Linked DNA regions of Cricetulus griseus: region 1 is linked to region 2. A link is a contact called in public Hi-C data. All regions are on one chromosome and are shown on one strand. The core of a region is the stretch at or near the end of the contact, and the rest is flanking DNA. Distances in the headings are between cores, read along the strand shown. Region 1 overlaps Atp8b1 (phospholipid-transporting ATPase IC). Region 2 has its middle 54 kb from the start of Atp8b1.

Evidence for each region. A called contact is a pair of places that touch in the nucleus more often than the background predicts.
Region 1: a Hi-C map of the CHK-Q cell line shows a contact between it and region 2, with 5 times the contacts expected there. The contact joins two enhancer-like sites. A contact is called at or near these places in 2 of 8 Hi-C or Micro-C datasets (the CHK-Q cell line and liver).

The regions. Positions count from the first base shown.
Region 1 is chr2:174,706,610-174,711,248 of CriGri-PICRH-1.0, reverse strand. Atp8b1 (phospholipid-transporting ATPase IC) reads right to left here. Exons shown (of 27, transcript XM_035440120.1): 22 at 1,680-1,903; 23 at 682-765. Among named protein-coding and RNA genes, the nearest start is that of Nars1, 21 kb to the left of the region's middle. Within about 2 kb of position 2,203, at least 1 of the 6 cell types and tissues checked has open chromatin away from gene starts, as enhancers often do.
Region 2 is chr2:174,600,368-174,605,540 of CriGri-PICRH-1.0, reverse strand. No RefSeq gene overlaps it. Among named protein-coding and RNA genes, the nearest start is that of Atp8b1, 54 kb to the left of the region's middle. Within about 2 kb of position 3,605, at least 5 of the 6 cell types and tissues checked have open chromatin away from gene starts, as enhancers often do.

The sequences.
Region 1 (4,639 bases), core at 954-3,453, 110 kb before region 2:
TAGAAAGGCAAGCAGGAAGCCAGATCAGTATTTCTGTGTGGAGACATCAATCATGAAGCGATCACCAGTATTTTATGTTTACAGAGAGTAGTATGGGGGTTTTATTACGGCACTAGCAAAGACAATCAATTAGTAATGGCAAAAAATATGTGGAGATTATTTTTAACCTCCTGAGATAATGAATTTGTATTATTACAGATCTAGAGGAAGAATACTCACATAGAAATTGATAAACTAACCCTTAATTACCCCCATTTATTTATTATTAGTTATTCATTTCCTAAGACTGGCTTGTCCTTCAAAATGTGATTTAGGAATTAAATATACCAACTTTGGAAAGTGTTAAAATTTACTTTTTAAATCAACAAGTTATTATTGTTAATTAACATTGCTAAGTTAATCAAAGGTTATTGATTTTTAAATCAATAAGTTGTATAAAACATGCTGGATTGTCAGGAGTCTGAACAGCCAGATGTCTGCAAGGAACATATAAGCACTCTTGCTAATGATGAGTTACAGAAACTCTTTTCCTGAAAGAACATGAAGCAGTTATTGTTGTTTGACAGGTGGACTAGGGCAGACTCAGGATGAGTAAAGCTGGTAGAATGTACTGATGTGTTTGCTGTCATCTCCCTGGAGGTGGATGGGTTTGTTCAGAGCACCCCAGCCCACAGCTCCTACCTGGTCAAGCAGCCCCATGAGGAGTACAGGCAAACTGGAGTACAGCACATTGTATAGGGTGATAAACCAGTCCTCATACGCCGTCTGCAAAGGGAGGACAGAGGCTCTGTGTCATGCACAAAGACAGATTGCAGGTCTGCTTTCTCCATACAGGATTGTCCCTTGACAAGTAGGAACGCTATTCTGAAGAGAAAGCACTCCTCAGCTACTCATGTACAAAATGTGAGCTTGTCTATGCAGTGGGTAGCACCACAGAGCTTTCCATAGCATCAATCTTCTCCAACCCTTTCCTTAAATGTGTGCATGGGAACACTACCAAAGGTTTTGCTAAAGCCTTTGCTTTAGTCAGAATAGGACTCTATTCTGACAGATAATACTAGAAAAATCAGTGTTCATTAATTTTTTATAGCTTTAAATTATGTGTTATGTGTGTGCTTATGAGTGTGGGTGGGTATGTGCACATGAGTGTAGATTCTCACAAATACCAGAAGAGGGCTTTGGGTCCTCTGGAATGGGAGTTACAGGTAGTGTGAGCCGCCTGACAAGAGTATTGGGAACCAAATTCTGGTCTTCAGTAAGAATAGTGTGTACTCTTAGCCTTGAGACATTTCTCCAGTCATGTTCACCAGTTATGTACTTTCTTGTTAGTGAATTATAATTTTGAAACTCGATTGGAATATTTAAAACTTTTTTAATACTTGAAAAAGAATACTAAAATAAAACTAGTTCAGGAGGACTGGCAAGGTGGATCAGCAGACAAAGACCCTTGCCACAAAAGTCTGGTGACCAAAGTTTGACCCCTGGAGACCAAGTAAAGATAGGAGGAGAGAACTGACTCTACAGAGTCGTTTTTCTGACCTCTCAATGTGCACTGTGGTACATACGCACCTACAGAGATGCACTTACAATCAACCAATAAAATGTTTAAAAGAACTAGCATTTTATTTATGCAGAAGTTCTACTGAACAAATAGTTTTAAAGGACTAATGTTCTATTACCTGTGCCGAGTAGCCATTGAAGAAGGAGTACCAAAAATGCACTAAAGTAAACGCAAAGTTCTTGTAAAAGAAGTATCGTAGGAACTTGCACATCCTTATGTAAGACCACCGGCCATGGACCAGCAGCAACCTCTGCAGATATCTGAACTGAGCAAAAGAATAGTCACTGGACATGACAGCTTGCATTCCTTCTTGTCCACTTATTCCAACACCAATGTGGGCAGCTATGGGGCAGAGGGAAAGAAACGATAGGTCAGACACTGCTTTTAAGTCAAGGCATTGAGCGACTGAAGACTTTCCTCAGCAAAATCAAAACAAAAGCTCTTGCAAACCATCCCCCACCTCCAGCTCCTGATTCAATTCAAAGTCAGAGGGACAAGTGTGCTAGACCCACAAATGGGACTCCATAAATACTTGTGATAGGATCTCAGGTGGGTGGTGAATTCCATTTGGATTATCTGCCCAATACATCAGTCATCTCTTCCACCCACAGGGTGAGCCCCAGGCACCCTTATGGGCCCCAGATGAGTCAGCTGCATGTCACTTATGGTAGATATGCAAAACTAGCCCTATCAACCTCCATTCTCCCTTTGTTGTAAGTACAGAAGGCAGGAAAGCAAATAGGTATACCTTCCCAGACTGCTGTAGTTGGTTTCATTGGGACTGCAGGCCCACAGTTTACATCCACTCATGACTTGGAAACTGAGGTGACCTGGAGCTTACAATTGCCTTCCCTTTTTGACATTTTTTTTAAAAAAATTATTTAACTTTATTTTATGTGCAATGGTGTGACGGCATCAGATCCCCTGGAACTAGAGTCACATGCATTTGTTAGCTGCCTCGTGGGTGCTGGGAATTGAACCCAGGTTCTCTGGAAGAACAGCCACTGCTCTTAACCGTTGAACCACCTCTGCAGCCCCCCTTTTTGACATTTTTGTAGTAGAGTTTGTATCCATTTTTCAGCTGCCCAGATATTGATAGACAACCACAGAGGCTTCTTGATTGAGAAACTCTTCAGAGGGACCTAAAAGTTAGAAGCTCTCCTAGTGAACTTTTCTCTCTTTGGGATCCTGGAATTAGCACAGAGGTGTGCTAGTGTCTAGAAATACCATGTAAATTATCTCAGTGTGGAATGGATTTATTTTTTTCTGAAGGTTTCTAAGAGAGCAAGAAAGACAGGCAGGCAGGCAGACTGACAGGCACTGGGCTCCCCATATAATTGTAGGTCCTGATTCCAATGTCTTTCTGAAGCCTGGCTTTTTAGCCAGGGTGAGACTTCTTTAAACATTTTTGTTTGTTTGTTTTAATTGATTTTATTTTCAGATTTTGTCCCATGTAGCTCATATGCTAGTCTCAAACTCACTTTGTAGCTAAGGATGGCTTTGAACTCCCAATCCTCTGCCTCCACCACCTGGTGGAGTTCTGTTCTACCATGTCAGGTTTATGTGGTGCTGTGGGTGTCACCCAGGACCTTGTACATGATAGACAAGGAATCTACAAACTGACTTACATTCTCAACTCCTTTATATCCTTTTAAATGATTTTTTTCTCAAGCCAGCTTTGTCTTCTAACATTCCTAATCAAAATAATTTTAACTGATGCTTCCTTCAGTTTTCAAAGGCCCACTTGTAGTTTTAAGACACACACACACACACACACACAGCAGAGGAAAAGGTTTCCAGAACTTTGTTAATCCATTTAATAGTCATTAAACACATTTTCAAGTTAGAAAATCTGTAATTTTGTCCAGGTCTTAAAAATTAATGTAAACATTGACAGTGAAGTGTTTTAGAGAAAATGTGTTGGAGAACACACCATCACTCCAACCTCAAGAAGTAACTTCACAGGCTACAGTTTCCAAATAGAAAGAAGCCTCTAAAATCTGGTCCCAATTTTGAGCCCAAAGTATGAAAAATTGAAAACATAATTAAAGGAAATTGTCCAGGCCCATGTTTTCAATTATACTTTGTGGCTCTAATAGCAAGAAGGGGAGAGGAGGCTATGGGAGGGCATGGGAAGGTATGGGAGGGATGGGAGGGCATGGGAGGGCATGGGAGGGTATGGGAGGGTATGGGAGGGCATCGGAGGAAAGGAAGAAAAATTGCTCTCATTCAGTGATTTATAACTCTTTTCAAAACACATAAACAGTGTGTACAACCAGTTGTGGTTGCCAAAATGCTTTCCTACCAAACCATGGCCTCCTTTGTCTCTGACCAAGCAACAGAGAGAAATGTTGAGATTCCCAGTAGGCTGCCAAGACCCAAAGAAGAGGCACTCTCTTAGGCCCCTGTCTGCAGTCCTTTAACTTTGCCATGGAGAAGTGTGTGAAAACCAACACAGACAGAGTTCACAGGGTAACTGAGGACGGATGAACTAAGGCAACACTGTTTCCCCCTAAAATCCAAACAAAAACCTAGTGCTGTTGTTTTGCCAAAAGATCATGTTGTCACATTGCCTTCTGGACAATTTATGTTCATTCCCATAGTTTGGTGCTGTCTCAACCTTGGTCAGAGGCATTTTTGGTTTTGTTTTGCAGTGGGCAGCTGTTGATGCAGACACTCAAAACTGGCTACAGTGCTGAGAATAAGTGACCACTGAATGCCCAGCTCTAAGCGGGACATCTATATTGGGACATCTATAGTGATACCCTCAGGACAGTTGAGGCAGGAAGAATGTAAGAGCTGGAGGATGGGCAGGAGTTCTGTGAAATGCTGCCTTCAAGACACAACATGGCTGTTACAGGCATGGACTTACAGCAGCCATGGTCACCTGCATAAGACCTGTACAAGACGAGGGCAGTCGGTAATTCTATGGGTGAGGGAGGGGCTGATGAGGTCTCACCTCAACTCAAGGAGCTATTGCCACCTGGTTGATGGCTGATGGGAGTTGGGGAGTAAGTTTTCTTCAGGGGTATGGCTCCAGGTAGGTTGCCGGCACCTCAATTTTCATGAAATCCCAAA
Region 2 (5,173 bases), core at 2,356-4,855:
ATACACATATGCATTTTTTCTATCAACCATCCTCCATAAAACTAGGGCCTTATTGACGTGGAGAGCTACAAAAGATCTTAGATTTGGCATTGCTTTTGGGTGGGCTCTGGGATGGGATTTGGGATTAACACAGGAGGTAGGATGAAAAAGATGAGCTCTGTGTGTGTGTGTGTGTGTGTGTGTGTGTGTGTGTGTGTGTGTGTACACGTGCGAATTCAACATCTTTGGGAATGGAGTTAATTGTTACATTTTGAAAACTATCAATAAACACTGGATGTAATAGAGTGACATAAAAATGACAAAAAAAAAAACCTCCAACAGGATACCCAAAGACAGCCCCTCTTAAACCTTAAAGGCCTTCTCCATTGGGAATGGACCCAGCAAAACTTGTACTTGCCCCTAAAGAGCCTCCTGTATCGGGAGGTCCAAAGGTTTCTTTTACAAACTAAAATGAAAGAGCAAAGCCAACAGTATAATTAAAAGCTCTCTAGAGTTATAAAGATTGCCTGTGGGCCATGAATATGGCTTCTGAAAAACTAACACAGAATTTAATAGTAAGATAATAAAATGTTAATATACCAGTGTGCCTGTTTACATAGTCAGACCCCAGTATCAAGTAATAATAATGTATAAACAGCAAATTCTTGCCCCTGGTGCTACCTTTTTAAAATCATGTCAAAGGCTGGAGAAAAACTTGCTGTTAAGTACTTGGTTAGCTTATCCCCAGCTCTTCAAAAATTAGGAATTATATAATAAAATAAGCCAGGTGTGATGGCACACTCTTGTAATCTCAGCATTTGGGAAGCCAATGAGGAGGATCAGGAATTCAAGGTTGCTGTCAGCTCTATAGCAACCTTGAGACCAACAAAGGAGACTCTGTCTGGAGATAACCACCATGATAATCAAGACAGATAATAAAAATAAAAAACGCATTCTTCTCATAAAGAAATTAAAACAACATTCAAACTCTACTGTTTGTAAGGGACACATATGTCCTTTTCTTTCTTGCCCCTCCCCACCCCAAAAATTGTTAGTCTCTTTGCTCCTTAATAGAAGAGCAAACTGGCGACATAATTCATGAGATACTTGAAATCTGCTGGACTCTAAAACCATGTATTTCCTAATACTCCATGCCTTAAAGCAGGGGGGAAGAGGAGAAACAGGATGGGAAAGACAGAACTCTGCAGCCCAGGTGTTGGACTCCTGGTTCCCAACACCTGAAGTGAGACTAACATGGAGCTGGCCCTGAACTTGGCTTACATCCGAAGACTTGTTTTCACTAAACCATCTGCTCCCGGAAATCACTGTTTTAAATCAGGATATTAAACAGAAAAAGAAAATTCCCCGGAGTCCCCTACTAGGAAGAGATAACAAGCAAACTTGGGTGTGAATTGTCCTTAAAATAAAAATCACAAGGAGAGTGTGAAGGTGGCATACGTGGAGCTGACATGGATGCCGGATGTGTTGGCTGGTAAGCCACATGGGTCCTTTGGTCCCTCTTTGGGGCCCTACACAGAGAACCAGTGAAAATTATCCAAGTGCAGCCATTCGAAGATGGTAAATGAACACAGCGGTTATGGATCTCACTCAAAAGAACAAGGAAGTCTCTATATAAAACCATTAGCAGCTTCAGAGGAGTAATTGTAGGCAGGTGTGACTGCTTCCCAGAAATTAATCAGCTAATAACCACTCATCCTTTGCACAGTCTATGCATTTATAATAGAGTTTAATAAGGTATTAACAAAAGACGGAGTAATGAATGGCACTTTAGACCCAACACAAGGGTACTGCTTAGACGAATGGAAGCCAGAGCTTTGGCCTCATATTTTGTATGGCTTTTCTCTTTAGATATGGATCTCTATTTACTATCTTGGAGACCTTGAAACATACATCCTTTATAGCTTCTCTTCCTCGAGGCAGTTAGCCTTCCCCTGCGGCCAAGGAGTGCCTGGTGTCTTCAGGTACTTCATTGGTGTTATCTGGTTTAATCTTCTAGGGTTAAGGGGAGGGTGTCTTCAGGTACTTCATTGGTGTTATCTGGTTTAATCTTCTAGGGTTAAGGGGAGAAATTTCGAAAGCATCGAAACTAGAAAGATGGGAGTGAAGCAGTTCTTCACTCCAACAGAGTGGGCAAATTGAGGAGGATGGGGGACACCACAGAGGTAGCCACCAGAGAAGGTCTAGAAGAACAGCGCTTAAAGCACTGACTGCAGGCAAAGGGGTCTCATGAAGTAGCCCAGACTCAAATAGAGTCTTTCGCTATCTTGTGATAATTCTCCATCCCTATTTGGAACCCTGATGCTCACCCACCCCCGTCCCGGCAAGATCTGTATTCAAAGCCTCCAGGGGCAGAGACATACACGCTACCACTCTCTTGGAGGAGCTGGCCAGACATTTCTTTTGCTTTGGACTGACAGAGTTAGCCAAGAGATGATTTAAAGCCCCGGCCCTGTTCCATGCCACATCTCCCGCCGCCGGCCGCGTTTTCCTTCAACAGCCATCAAGAAGTGACAGCTCCAGACATCAAACGGGAGATTAAGGACAGCCAGATGACGGCGCTGCGTTGGAGTTAGTGGGCACGACCCTACAGTCACCCGGAAAACTGTTTTCCCTATTCCGCCCCTCTCCCCCCACTCCACTGATGCGCACAGAAGGAGGTTGGGAGGCAATGGGTCTCAACCTTCCATCCTTCCCAGCAGGTGCGCCTCGGCCAGAAACACTCCTCCCTAAGGTCATTTTCGGGCGCACTGGATCGCCTTTGCCCCAAACCTGTCAGTGGAAGATTCCCAGAAGGGCGGTGGTCCTCGCATGACAGACAGCAACACTCTTCAAAGATTCCCAATCTTGGCTTAACTCTGGGATCTTAACTCTGGACATGTGTGTCCCAAACCAATGAAAAATATAATACCCAAACAGCTCCCGGGAGATCCCTCCCCCAACAGGTGAAAACCCTAAAGACCTGAGAATCATCGCTCAGTTTGTTCTTAGCCAACCGTGGACCGTGGCGGGGGCAGAAGCTTCCGGTACCACCACCCCCCCACCCTCCAAATAACACTTGTCCAGGCTCCGGAGCCTGGGGACTCGGACAGCTGCTGTCACCGCATCGCGGATGTTTAGAATTCACTAGCCCGTGGACCACCAAAGGAGCCAGGTGACCCTGCCCGGCTAGTTGATCCCGGAGGTCGGGGGAACACCAGCGCCTCACCCCTCTTACCTAGTGTTCACTGGGCCCCGGTTGGGGCATCCGCGGGGTGCGCGCCGCTCCAAGGCTCGTGCGCACCTGGCCGCCTCCCGCCTGGCCCCAGCGCTGCGGCTGCGCTAGCGCTGCATGGCACACAGGGGCTGGCCGGGGGCCCCGGGAAGCCTGTCCAGTTGGCCGCGACTCCTCCGGCTCTCGTGGCTCGCCAAGGGCTCCCCGCCTTCACCCGCCCCGCGTCAGTGCGCCCTTCCTCAGCGGCCGCCCTTTTCCCTCCGCTCTGTCGGACCGGACAAACTGGTTTCTCTGCTCCAGGGAGGAGCTTCTCGCCTCCCCCTAGCAGCGGCCGTGGCCGCGCACGACTTGGGGACCAAGCTGGAGCTGGGGCCGGGGGCGGGCCCCGCCGTCTGCCCTCCCTCGATCCCTCCCCGCGGGCGGAGAGGTGCTGGGTGGCCAGGCCTGCGGCTGTCTTACGTAGCCCTGCTCTAGATCGAGGTCCTAGCGCCCCAGAGGCAGGTGGCCACCCCTGACCGTGACCGATCTTAAGTCTATCCTGTGACCCCGCCTATTCGGCTGCAGTTGGCTCCCAGGGCACTCCTGCTTTCTGCTTTACAAGTCGCGCCCCCAACCAGCCTCGCGTCCACTGTGAGCTTGGCTGCAGGCCGGGGTAGGTGACCATGCCAGCCCGGAAAGCTGGCGGGGTTAGTGAGAGCCGGGGACCTGAACTCCTTCGGTAAGAGGAGCCGCATTTGCTCCCGGCCAAGTCACGTTTCGGGATCAGTCACTAGAGGAGGCGTTAACAGACGCCGCTAAGACTTCTAAGACTTCGAGAATCTGTAATTGCAACAAGCTCACTTTCTGCTGAGTAGTCGCACATAGTTTAGGATCTTGGGACCCGAAGGAGCGATGGTGTAACAGGCTAACTGTGTTAAGGTTGCAAGATTCAGACCTGCGTGCAAGGTTGCTGGCGGCTGTTTGAAGTATGGATTGCACCTCCCAGGCAGTATGTGAGGTGCTGTTCCTTACAGCTGCATCTCTTAGGCTCTCAGAGCTTAAGCAAAGGCCTACAGAAGTATTTAAAAGGTAACCGGATAGAGCACTTGCCTGTTAACTGTTAGCCCTCGGTACTCTCCTCTCATCCCTAAAACTAAACAATGAACCTCATAAAACCACCTTACAATTTCGTTTGTAAAATAATTCTGCAATGTAAGAACAATAAGCCAGCTTGTGTTTTTTATTTAATTTAAAACTTTAATCTTTCCGTCCTGGTGTAAATTACATCCTTTGGGCAATGTGACAAAACAAAAACCAACTATAGACTCATGTATATAAAGCATAGGGGAGGAACCCATGTCGGTCACTGGGCGGCTCCCTCTTCCTCATCTCGCGCTCTTAAATATGAACTTATCTGTACTTAATACACTCACTAGTCTTGCTGGATTCATGGCCGTATAGTCAAGGACCCAACTTTACCTAAAGAGGAATTCCTCAAGTTGCTGATGGCAGTATGGAGTTTCTCTGATGCCATTGACAATTACTGTAAGCTTTTTGGGGGGAGGGGAGAACGGAAAGACTTTCAACCTAGATGAGACAATGAATAAAAATGTGTCTTGTCTGGAAACCATCAGAAAAGGGACAGAATGCCTGAAGGTGCGGTTTTCCTCCTGTAAGCCTTTATGCCTTGGGAAGGAGGGTGTTGGAGCTGATGTTGCTGATGAAGGAGTCCTAACCTTGAAATCGGGCTCTTATCCTCTCTAACAGAACCATTTCAGTGCATTTGGTCAACTACTGTAAGCATCTCATGTACATAACAAGGATTAATTTTGAAATCTGCCTATCTCTACTCCATTGCCCACAACAGCTTGAAGGGTTCCCTTAATCTCTTAGAGACTTTGACTTAGAAGAAAGTACACCCTTGACTTCAACATGGAAAATAAATTCAGGCTGAGCCAACATGAAGTGGCTAGGCTTTATTCA